Regions from separate parts of the Macaca mulatta genome. Here region 2 is linked to region 1. A link is a contact called in public Hi-C data. All regions are on one chromosome and are shown on one strand. Each heading gives the region's core, a stretch centred on a gene start, on an enhancer-like site or on the middle of the called end of the contact. The rest is flanking DNA. Distances are from core to core; before and after follow the strand shown. Region 1 overlaps GNG12 (G protein subunit gamma 12). Region 2 holds the start of GADD45A (growth arrest and DNA damage inducible alpha).

Region 1 (6,341 bases), core at 1,283-3,782:
AATTCACCAGAATCAAAAGGAAAGTTACCAAATATATATATATATTTTTTAAACTAAGCAACATCCTTTCTTCCCAGCAACCAATTCATGAAGGCACGGAAGTGGCTTGTGCTGAGGAAGGCATTTGGAGGGAGCTATGGGGGTGGGGGAGGTGGTCACACCAGCTCTTCCCCAAGGGACGGAGAAGTGCCCAGGAGCTTCCCTCATTACTCTCCATCCCTGTGGTCTAAAATAAAATCTGCCGTCTAAAATATACTGTTCTAAAAATAGGGAGTTTGGCTTAAATACACCAGTTGGTGTTTTGATTTTTAAATTATGTGCAAAAAATTATGCTTAAGACCCAGAGAGTATTAGTAAGTAATTCAAGGAGGTTGCCATTTTATTTTGATTCCAAAGTTCTAAAATATTTATTCTCTCAGAATCTGAGGAAAGGTGAAAAGAGACAACAGAAGGGGGGTAATATGATGTAGAAGGCTTAAATTCCAGTTTGAAAGTGAAAGGCAGCTAAACATTTCTAAAGCAAATAATACACTTTAAAAGTGTGTGTGTGTGTATGTGTGTGTGTGTGTGTGTTTTTCGTGGCAGGGGCTGTGCTATAATTCACTATAAATAAGTAGAAGAAAAACTGGCGAGTTTCAACTTAGTTACTCCTATCTTTCCTGATGTCATTTTGGGATCCAACTTCTATGCACACAAAACTGCAAATAATTCCTAACATGCAGTTTTCAAAGCATAAGGAATCTTTTTTTTTTTTTTTTTTTTTTTTTTTTGAGACGGACTCTCACTCTGTTGCCCAGGCTGGAGTGCAACGGCACGGTCTCAGCTCACTGCAACCTCTGCTTCCCGGGTTCAAGTGATTGTCCTGCCTCAGCCTCCCAAGTAGCTGGGACTACAGGGGTGTGCCATCATGCCCAGCTAACTTTTGTATTTTTAGTGGAGATGGGGTTTCACCATACTGGCCAGGCTGATCTCGAACTCCTGACCTCAAGTGATTTGCCCACCTCAGCCTCCTGAAGTGCTGGGATTACAGGCAAGAGCCACCGCGCCCAAACCATAAAAAATCTATTGAGTGTTCGATGGCCCAAGACTGTATCATCTTTGGAATAAGAGTTTTAAAGCCTCCCTCATCAGGCATCAATCATAACCAGAATGTATTTTCAGAAAGGTGTGCTATTATAGTATCTTGATTAATGAATATTAATTTCACATGAAATTGGGCTATTTTAAAAAAGCTTTCACTTAATGAGAATGAGGTGGGTGAGTAGTGTTATAAGAAGCAAGTATTAATGCTATCTCCTTCTGGACAGAAAGACTGAAGTACCTAAAAAGTTTGATTTTACATGTGAACTTTAGCAACACAATTTTCAGCTCATCTCTAGACTATAAAGATTTGGACTTGTGTGTGGGTGGCATCATGTGTGGACCACAAAAGTCACTATCTCTCCTCCTTTCCCCGGAACAAACACCCACAAACTGATGGAGATGCTCTGAAGGTTAAACTAGATCTTCTAATTGTCCAGGAACGTATGCTATGCAAACAATGTTGGCTCCCTGTGCCAAGGCAGAGCTATTGTGGGACTTGAGGCTGCTGGCTATGAGGATGGTGGGGAATAGTTCTATTCACAGGGGCAAAGTGGGAATCCAAAAGAGGGTGGCTGAAATGTTTTATTATCCTAATCTTCAGAGAACAAATAATTACAGAACATTCTATATCAGAACAAGAGCCTGTTAGTCTGCATGGGGGAGGGGGTCAGGGAGAGAAAAGGCAGAGAGATAAAGAACTTTCCTTTCTTGGGGGCAGGGAAAGGAGAGAACCTAAAGAGTGGGCTACAATTCACTTTTCAAAGGAGTTTTCTATTTGTAATATGTTTCCTTTGAAAAGTGGAAGTTCTGAGCGTTTGGGAGTTTGGTTACAGATCAAGAAATTCTTAGCTTTCCAGAGTTTGGTGGCTACCAATCAAAGGTCAATCAGATATGAAAATCAGAGTAGTCCTGAAACCATACCATAGGCTACTGGGAAGATGTAACATGCTTTATAAAAAAAAAAACTATAATCTCTTGCATGCATTTTTCTCTTCAGTGAACACAAGGGATATGAGTTCTTTAAAAGAAGTAGCAAGAAGGGCACAAAAAGCAGAAATCAGGGCTTTGGGGGACAAGAAGAAGAGAGGGTGGAGGAAGAAGTACAGCGTCTCTTGGGATGGCAGCTGTTTTATTTGCACCCTCGAAGAGTTCCTGAAATAATTAATATGCACTGCCATTCTTGTTTTTCCAGTGGTGATTTCATCCAGTCCCTACAGAAACTCAGAATTAAATGTCATGGTTTTGTGTTTTGGAAAGCAAAACTCTCCCCCAAAACAAGGGAGTTCTGAATACTGCTGAGAGCATGTGAGATCTGAAAAGTCTGCAGAGTGCTAATCATTAACATGCTACTTTTGGAGGCAGGACTGCCCCTTTCTTTGCTATCACATTTCCTTCTATTTGATCCTGCCCTGTCCTGGTTTACTTTCTGTTTCTCCCACTCATTACCACACATTCTTCCGTAACACATGTGAAGTCCAGAATAGCCTCTCCCTTTCGGTTGGCCAACTCAACACTTACCTTACAAACTCTCCTTTAAAAAAAATCATCTCTGACTTATTTTCCAAGGCCTTTCCCTCTTCCCGCTCCCCTGGAGGGGGGGGTGGGGGAAACAACCAAACCCTCCATTTCTTCCTGAATAATGCAGGAGAATAAAGCAGAAGTAAGGTCTATAGACATTACTTACAGTAACTGCAAATAAAAAGGTCTAAGAACAGTCTGCTAATTTGGAGGCAGACAGATTTGGGTTCACATCCTGCCTTTGTCATTTGCACATGGTGAGACTATGGATAGGTTGCTTAACCTTCCCCTAAACCTCCGTTTTTTTCACCTGCAAAATGGAACTTTACATTAGGGTAAAATTATTACTTTAAGATAACAGTATTAGGAGTTTTAATGGTAAAGAAAAGCCCTTCCAGGGCTGTAAAGGGAATTAAATGAGACAAAGCACATGGAGTGCCTGGAACACAGTAAGCGCTCAATAAATGTTTGCTGCTACTGATGATGATGCAAATTCTTTGAGGAGAAATGTCATCCTTTCCGCCACTGCATGTATAGTAACAAGGATTCAGTGCTTCTCAAAGCTAAAAGACAGTACCAGGAGGAAGGGACTGGGTACAATTGTTAGCTGATTGCAGCCCCCAGGAAGCACGTCTCAGAGGCAGCCTGCAGAACAGAGCAAAGGGCTTATTTTAGGAGCCTCTGGTCAGGACAGACTGGTTGATCTGGATGCCTCACCCGGCAAGGCAGCCTCAGCCACACGCTTCTCTCCACAGGCTATCGGCATTCCCAGTGGGATGCACCACAGCCCCAGACTCCGGGAATTTTACCCACAACTTGTTCCCCTCTCCTGATCTCCCTTCTCCCTTTTGGAGACCTCAAGGCTTGAGAGAAATGAAAAGCAACAGCTCTGCCTGACAAATAAGGTAAGGACTCTGCCTGTCAGGTGCTGAGTCACTGGTTAGGAACTGTCCCATCTACAGACTCTCCCAGAAAATTACACAAAAACACAAAGTTGGGCTCCAAACCTTGGGCACTCTGAGAAAGGCTCTGATTCACCAGGGTGTGCTTCAGAACTGAAACTCTGGGGACAGAAGGTACCCACTGCCCAGCCTGCCAGCAACCTATCTTCCTTTAAACAACAAAAACGAAGCAGAAAGAGGAAAAAAGCCTGAACCTTTCCTAATAAGGTAATACCACATGCCATTTCTAGTTTCAAATTGCTTGGCACGCCAGGATCATATGACATTCACTGCAGCTACTGCTTCATGCTTGTGTGAGGCTCTCCAGGAAAAATGAGAGAGCCTTTGGTGTGCCTCTGGGGATTATAAACGAATAGGGAACATGCTTTGCCAGTGGAACCCCACATTTTCCTGATTCACCACACTTGCCTCACATTCCTCTTTCACACTGCTGCCTGCAGGCCTCCTGCTTTGTGGGCTCAGGCATTGTAAAAGTTCTCAGGTTGCTTTGTATGCAGGTTTTCTCTCTCCAACGAGGTGCACGCTTTTTAAGGGCAGAAACACTCCTGTAATTCTTTTGTTTTACCCTGCTATGCTTATCACGGTGCAATCCACCCAGCAGTTACTCAATAAATGCTTGATGACAGACTAGTGCTGACAATTTTACAGATCAGTAGGTGATCATTTTATATCATTAGCCCCCAACTTACAAATCAGCAGGGTTTCAAAAGTTGGTTTCAAAGAAGGTATTTATGGAGCATATTTTCCCATAGAAACAGTGTTATAACTGGGGCTTAGGTTTCCAGGCCCACTTATTCCTCGGAATATCCTATACCTACTTATATGTGGTCTCACTGAGCTCTCTTATATGCCTCAGACTCACATTAGACTGCCAGTACATGCGCAGGATGTTCTTTCAGTTACAGCAATGCTGACTTGCACAAATTTCCTTTCCCACTTATTAGTCGTATTTTCATATTTCATATTTCATGACACTATATGTAGCAGCAGGTAATAAATTACTCATCATATGCTTTAAAAATAACACTAACCGGTAAGGAGTTATTTTTGTTCCTCATTAAAAAATATGCATGCACTTCTGTTTTTCCTTTTATATTAAAATATTTTTCAACAATTTTTAACCTCAGTTATTATTTGGGCCACTCCAGACTTTCCCAACCATATACACACATTGACCCCCTCACCCACCCACCCACCCACACATCCACTCATAGTCTAATTATAGCCTCCAGGACTGCCTGTTTACATGGATACACACACACACACACACACACACACACACACACACACACACACAGAGTAAAATGCATTCTGGGCCACTAAAAATATTTATTATCCATTATAGAAATGAATGACATTAGCTTTCAAAGTAAAAGCTACAGTTGTTCAACAGAGAGGCAGAGTCTGTGAGCCACTTCTCACCACAGCATAGGGAGAGTGATATGGTCTGCCTCTGGGAATAATACAGTATCTGAAGAAAAAAGCTTGCAGTGGCTCAGGGGGCAGGACAATCACCTTCAGTTGCCTGTCCCACAGTGAGGGTCTCTGCCCAGTCTCCTCCAGAGCCTCGAGAGTGGCAGCTCTGGGGGAACACTGTCCCCTGTCCAGGGTGGGGTCTTCAAACAGGTCAGGGAGCTGTGTTTGGGGTTATGAGTACAAAAGAACATGCACACAAATGTTGACTGGTGTATTGGTTCTTGGATACTTAGGTAACCTGAAAAGCCATACCTTGACCCTTATTCCCATTCAATGGCATCCCGAAGAGAAATCTAAGTGATTTTCCAGCATGGCTTGCGAGACATCTCTTGTGTCTCTAAGGCTGGCGGAAAGAGTTATCATGCAGATGCGCTGGAAGAGTCAAACCCAAACAATAAGCAAACAGAAACCTCTCAAGCCTAATGTGCTGAACACATGTACTAAATGAGATGAGCCTCTCCCCATTTTCTGGAGTTCACAGCTGTCTTTCTAAGCTAAGTTGGCATTTAAGTGGCACAACAGAGATGCCAGGTTAATGGCTGTGAAGGATGACAAGTATCAGTATGGTTGTATTACATCTGTCTTTCAGTAAGAGTTACTACCAAGACAAGAAACTGCAGTCTCCTCCCTGCCCCATAGCACCTCACAGTTATTCAATGTGGCCCATCCTCAACTGATTACGCTGACCCTTTAATGAGAAGTTCTGATAACCATATTCTTGTTAGCAGGCCTTTTCTTTGATCAGCTGTTACAGGAAATCTAACATATACTCCTTCACTCTCCCACCATTTGGAGAAATATAACTGACTCAATGCAGTAACTAAGTACCCCGTATTCATCTTTCCTTGGCGTTTCAGGATGTTGCTCTGGTTCCAGGTCTCACTTGAGAGAAGAGGGCAGCTGTATATAAGTAGCAACTATAAGAGACTGGTCTGAATGTACCAGGATCACAACAGACATTTTGCAAGTTTACTTTGATTGTTTACTTTGTCTCTGAAAAATGCCAAGCATGTAGGAGTTTGGGGTTAACAAGTCGCATGCAGTCAGATCCCCCTTCCGTTGAGCTATTATTCCAATTTAAGGAATGCAGACATGTGGCATGGAGGTTGCCTCTTTTCCTCTTGCACTCACGGTAGACATCCCTAATGGATCAGCACTCACAGCAGCTATCACTAATGAGTCATGGTGTTCTTTCCTGTTGGGCCCAGACGTGAGTTAATTAATACTTCTTTTCAACACCTCGCTCCAATCACATAAGTTGGAAACAATGAACTATTTTTGTTCTAATTGATTTCATATACT
Region 2 (6,341 bases), core at 2,725-5,224, 64 kb before region 1:
ATAGAAGCCTTCTGATACACACTTACCAACAGAGAGGTGGGGGATTGAGGGGGTGCTGATCTTGAATAATGTTCTAGTTAGTCTCTTCATCTGACTGCTCCACTGGCTGGACCTTGCTTGACTGGTGAAATGTGAGCAGCTGGTGGCAGCGCAAGATGGCCAGCCCAAAGCTCAAATCAACACCATGATTACTACCATGATTCTTAACAGCTGAAGAGAATTTCCAGAGGGTAAGGATTTCTTGAACACACAAAAAAGATGGCATTAAGAATATTATACTAGTTTTTTTTTTTTTTTTTTTTTTGAATCGGAGTTTCATTCTTGTCACCCAGGCTGGAGTGCAATGGCACCATCTCAGCTCACTGCAACCTCCACCTCTGGATTCAAGTGATTCTCCTGCCTCAGCCTCCCAAGTAGCTAAGATTACAGGTGCCCACCACCACACCTGGCTAATTTTTGTGTTTTCAGTAGAGATGGGGTTTCACCATGTTGGCCAGGCTGGTCTCGAATTCCTGACCTCAGGTGATCCACCCACCTTGGCCTCCAAAAGTGCTGGGATTACAAGTGTGAACCACCACACCCGGCCTCCATTAATTTTTGTATTTTTAGTAGAGGTGGGGTTTCACCATGTTGGCCAGGCTGGTTTTGAACTCCTGACCTCAAGTGATCCGACCTCCTCAGCCTCTGAAATTGCTGGGATTACAGGTGTGAGCTACTGCACTTGGCCAGGAACCTTATGATTTTTAGCAAGAAAAAAATAATACAGTACAAATCTAAGTAGGTGGAAAATACATCCGTCACAGTCGAACTGATCTTCTCCTTTAATGTGGACGATGATCGGTCTAATGCTGAAATAACAAGCATTATATTTCTTTCAGATGTTAAAGCACTGATTGTTTTTTGAAAGAAAGAAAGAATAATTCTGCATTATGGAACCAGTAGTAGGAATGTATGTAGGATAAGCATGACTAAAATATCAAAAAGATCTTTAATATGCAAAGCAGATAGCAGTGCTAAAATAATTGAACAATTCTTGAATATATATTTTCATATGATTTCCAAATATAATTATTTGGCATCTTTACAAACATTACTACAAGGGCATTCTACTTCTGTGTACTTGCAGGTCTCAGAGTTACCTGTAGTGGTTTTTAAAATGACATCACATATTGGAGTTATCACACTGATTATAAAGAAATATATATAAAAAAATACTTATATAAGAAAATTTCTCTGATTTACCATTGACTACCAATGTCCTCCAGGACTAATAAACAGTTGTGATAAATCATCTATATCCATTCTAATGTATAACTACAATCTAACTGTGTAGCTAAATGCAGTTTTTACTTCCAGCCATTAGGTCCAACTTTGAAGATAATCACTGAGAAAACATTCTAGGTATACTCAGCAATCAGGCAAAATGATGTAACATATCTGAGTCAGAAAGTATGACAAATGAATATTTTTGCATACTGGAAGCCCAAGCTTATCTCAGAGAAAATCCCCAAAATACTTGGGCAAATAACTTTCTGATGAAGTCAAGTATAGCATCCAGTACAATTTTTGAGTGGAGGACTAAGCCTATAATAAAAAGTAACCATTTGATATCACATTTTTACTGGATATAGTTGACTTGGGTGGGGCACTTTAGGACTGTGGTTCATTTGAATTGGTGTAAACAATACACGGGTTCTACTGTCCTAGCCTCCATTCAGATGACTGAAGTCATGGGACTTTCAGCATAGTTAGCTGATGACAGTGCATAGTATTTTGTCCCAAAATCCAGTTCAAGCGTGGACATACCAATTAGAGCCTAAGCTTTTTAAAGGCAAAGGACCAGGAATTGTACAGTTCTTGGTATAGAGGAGGACAGGAAAAAGTGTTTTTGAACTAACGTTAAATGTGGAATATGTGGGAAGTCATGCAATGCACAGGACTGCAGGATTCTGATATCTTATTTAACTCTCAGATTCTATTCAACTCAATAAATCTTGACTGTGCTTCTACTAAATGTAGGTATTGTGCTAGGAGCTGAGGACACCAAACTGATGAAGTCCTTGCTGTCAAGAAACTCACATGATTCCCTAATTCTTTGTCAGCTTGCTGTGATCATATTTGCTTCCCAAGAACCTCTAAGAAATGCCTAGTGGATAGAACCTTGGAGTTCCACGGAACATATTAACAATCGTCAAATGATGACTCAGGCTAGATTGTGTAATTCAGGTTTTGTCTGCAAAACTGAAAATGCTTTGGTAACCTACCTAAATTTCAATGTTGAGGAATTCTTTAAGAAACACATCAAATGTGAAGATTTAAGGCACAGACACGAGATACATAAGCATTCTTGGGTGAATTATGCACTGACCATGACCATTTCTTTACTCAAAGGTTGTCCCTGGCTGACAACGCAGTTAAAAAATGAGTGCAAAATGACAACTCAAATATATGAACCAGAAAAACCTATCACTTTTCTTTTCTACCAAATTAAGATCAAGAGAGCTGGAGAATATTTTGTCTAGAGTGATAAAAACATAAGGGTGCAAAACTCCCAGGTGACCTTTGCAAAAAATTACTTCTGTGACCTTTGGCTGTACAGCAACCTTAATAATGCAAGCACTGTTTTGAATGCAAGCATGTGGGAGCCGTTTTCACCACTTTTGGTGACTTCAGTAGGTTTAAGAAATGTTTTTGCATTTATTGCATAAACCATAAAACAAAGGAAGGGACTTTTGAACTACTCAGTGAGAGTCTATATATTAAAGTTTGTTTTTCAAAATGTGTAACTACCATTTGCAGTTTTAAAGGTCTGCTTTCCACCTGCAAGTTGCCATTATCTCAAAGGTGAAATTTTAGCATATGACTAAAAACTTCCTATAGTTACGGCTTCATGATTCAGCATCTAACATCAATAATTCACAGTGAGATCACACAGGAGGCTCTCTGTGGAAGGTAGTGACATACATACGTTAGGAAAGGAAGCTTAGGGCATATCAAGAGCATTTTGAATTTAGACTTGTGGGCTGTGTGGGTGTCAGATGGTTGTCTCTCGACTGGTGGGCGTCCAGAAGGATCCTTGTTTGGGCAAGGCTCTTTGAGAAAGGAGAATCTGGGTTGCCAGGGATTCCCACATGTGGTCAGCAGCTCCCCACGCAGACCAGCTCACGATTTCCCAGTTACAGCGGGCAGGTGGGAAACCGTTCTGCATTCTGTGGAAAAGACTCCAACTTGGTTCCCTGCCATCCCTGAATACAAACGGGTTGGTTTTTCTTTTTTGAGCTTCCAACCCTTGCAGCTTTCCAAAAATAAATCAAACCAGCCATCAGGGCACCGAAATAATACTACTGCTAATAAGCAGCTTCGCCTAGACTTAGATAAACAACACTTCTGAGGTAAACTTTGCCCCGGAGGTCTGGAGACACTTTTTTAATGTAAACTGCTTACTAATAATTACTAGACTTCGGTGCATTAACCCTGGAAATAGATTTTAATAGCCACCCCTTAAAACAAAAGGCATGAAACGATAATAAGAAAAAAGTGCCGCGACTATTATAAAAAAACACTTGGCAGCCTGCTTCAGCCCAAGCCAATGCCACCTCCCGCCTCTGCTGAAGCCCTCCACTCCCAGTGGTCCCCGCCAACCGGATAAGAGAGCGCGCGGGACCCGCCTTCCTCTCTCTGCACCGCCCCCGTCCCCGCCCCCGCCCCCGCCCCCTCGGCTCGCCTCCCGCGTGGCTCCTCCCTTTTCCGCTCCTCTCAACCTGACTCCAGGAGCTAGGGTCAAATTGCCGGAGCAGGCTGATTTGCATAGCCCAATGGCCAAGATGCATGCAAATGAGGCGGAAGGTGGTTGGCTGAGGGTTGGCAGGATAACGCCGACGAGCGGGGCCCTTTGTCCTCCAGTGGCTGGTAAGCAGTGGCTGGGAGGCAGCTGCCCAATTAGTGTCGTGCGGCCGGTGGCGAGGCGAGGGCCGGAGAGCGAGCGAACGAGCAAGCGGGGCGGGAGGGGTGGCCGAAGCTGCGGCGGCTGGCACAGGAGGAGGAGCCCGGGCGGGCGTGGGGCGGCCGGACAGCGCCGGGGCCTGAGCTCCCGGCGCGGCGCCTGTGAGTGAGTGCAGAAAGCAGGCGCTGGCGCGCTCGCCGTGGCAGGAGCAGCCCGCACGCCGCGCTCTCTCCGTGGGCGACCTGCAGTTTGCAATATGACTTTGGAGGAATTCTCGGCTGGAGAGCAGAAGACCGAAAGGTAAATCGGCCTGCGGACTCTTCCGGCCCGAACTTCTCTCACCTATCCCGCGCTCCCGGGTGCAGGCGGGCTGTGGAAGGTTTGCAGGGGAGGAAGCAGAAAAGTTTGCACAGGGCAACTCCCGCCCTTGCTCCCTCGGGACTCTCCGTGTAGCGTCCGCGGACTGAAAGAGCATGCCCCGCAACCCGAACGAGCCCCGCCGGGGCCTTTGCAAAGGGCAGCAGTGGCCGTCGCTACCCGTGCGGCTCCCGGGGCTGGCAGCCTGTGGCAGGGGCACTCTCGGGACTTCTCACGGGACGCCCGGTCCTTGGGCGTGCAGGGGTCATGGGGGGTGACGGGGCCGCGGGAGCGCCGGGTTTTCGGAGAGCCCAGGTGCGCGGTGGTGCTTGCATTCGAGAGGGAGGGGCGTGGTGCCGGGCAATGGGGGCGGCGATGGGCCCGAGGGCACTGGGGCTGACGGGACCCCTCGCCCTTGCCCGCGTGTAGGATGGATAAGGTGGGGGATGCCCTGGAGGAAGTGCTCAGCAAAGCCCTGAGTCAGCGCACGATCACTGTCGGGGTGTACGAAGCGGCCAAACTGCTCAACGTGTAAGTGGGGCCCTTGCGCGTCTCCCGTGGCACCCCTTCCCGCCCTAGCCCGGGAGGTCGCCTTGGCTGGGCGCCCCTCGCCCGGCCGCGCCACTTCCTGTCGCTTTTCTTCTGCCCCCGCGGCTGCCTGTCCCGGAGGGGAGGGGGCGAGCTGGCCGGGCGGCGACCCCCGGAGACCCAGGCAGGGGTTGAGGGCGTCCGCGGTTCTGCGCTCACTGGCCCCGCCCGCTGCCCCCAGCGACCCCGATAACGTGGTGTTGTGCCTGCTGGCGGCGGACGAGGACGACGACCGAGATGTGGCTCTGCAGATCCACTTCACCCTGATCCAGGCGTTCTGCTGCGAGAACGACATCAACATCCTGCGCGTCAGCAACCCGGGCCGGCTGGCGGAGCTCCTGCTCTTGGAGACCGACGCTGGCCCCGCGGCGACCGAGGGCGCCGAGCAGCCCCCGGACCTGCACTGCGTGCTGGTGACGGTAAGGGGCAGGGGGACTGCAGCCTGCGGGGTAGAGCCCCGGAAGGACGGGAGTCAGGGCTGGGTCGCCTGATTGTGGATCTGGGGTAGGTTTGGGTCAGGAGGGTGCTGCCTTTGCCCCACGAGAGTGTGGCTGGACTTTCAGCCGAGATGTACTAGTTTCATCATCAGGATAATCTGTGGTACAGAACATGTCTAAGCATGCTGGGGACTGCCAGCAGCGGAAGAGATCCCTGTGAGTCAGCAGTCAGCCCAGCTACTCCCTACCTACATCTGCATTGCCTCCCGTGACTAATTCCTTTAGCAGGGCAGATTAGATAAAGCCAAATGAATTCCTGGCTCACCCCTCATTAAGGAGTCAGCTTCATTCTCTGCCAGTCAGAGCTAAAAATAGAAATTGTGTAGGAGACAAACCTTGTTAATTCCGTAGAAATACATTAAGAGGATAGAGTGGAATTTTTTTCTCTGCAATCTTGCATTTTTTTAATGGGCCTTTTTTTTTTTTTTCTCTTCTGATAAAAACCTTTGGTAGGTAGGGAAGTTATGTTTTCAGGGATAAGTGTGCTACTTTTGTCTTCTAAATTTTGCTTTTTGACTGGTCTAGTCAAGTGACAGCCGGATTATTTTGCTACTCCTTAAAAGTACTACTCTGTCTCTTGGGAGTAGAGTTGATGCCAATTCCAGTTAACTGCTGTGCAGCTCATCTCATTGTGCACACAGCATGGAAATCTTTCTCAAAACTGTTTCACTCAGGTCAGGGTAACAAGTTTGGTAGAGCAAACCCGTGAATGATACTCTCATGCAAAACTGAACAGATATGCAAACATATGTATGTGGTTCAGCTTGGGTTGCATGGGTTCAGACTTTGCAGTGTGTAGTTTAATAGGTAATTACCCTTAACGATTTTGCACGGAACCCAACTACTTTGAAGAAACTTTAATTTTTTGTGCTTCTAATTTGTCTCCATGTCATGTAGCCAAAATATAGAATATTCAAGTGTCTTCTCCTCAAAAGTGTAATACTAGCAAATATCGA

What was found. A called contact is a pair of places that touch in the nucleus more often than the background predicts.
Region 2: a Hi-C map of fetal cortex germinal zone shows a contact between it and region 1, with 2.0 times the contacts expected there. The contact joins the promoter of GADD45A here to the enhancer-like site in region 1. A contact is called at or near these places in 6 of 14 Hi-C or Micro-C datasets (blood, fetal cortex germinal zone, fibroblasts and 2 more).

The regions. Positions count from the first base shown.
Region 1 is chr1:172,855,137-172,861,477 of T2T-MMU8v2.0, reverse strand. The region is part of intron 2 of GNG12 (G protein subunit gamma 12); the gene reads right to left. Among named protein-coding and RNA genes, the nearest start is that of GADD45A, 65 kb to the left of the region's middle. Within about 2 kb of position 2,532, at least 6 of the 40 cell types and tissues checked have an H3K27ac peak or open chromatin away from gene starts, as enhancers often do.
Region 2 is chr1:172,920,804-172,927,144 of T2T-MMU8v2.0, reverse strand. GADD45A (growth arrest and DNA damage inducible alpha) reads left to right here and starts at 3,974. Exons shown (of 4, transcript NM_001261305.1): 1 at 3,974-4,243; 2 at 4,730-4,831; 3 at 5,070-5,307. The coding sequence starts at 4,200.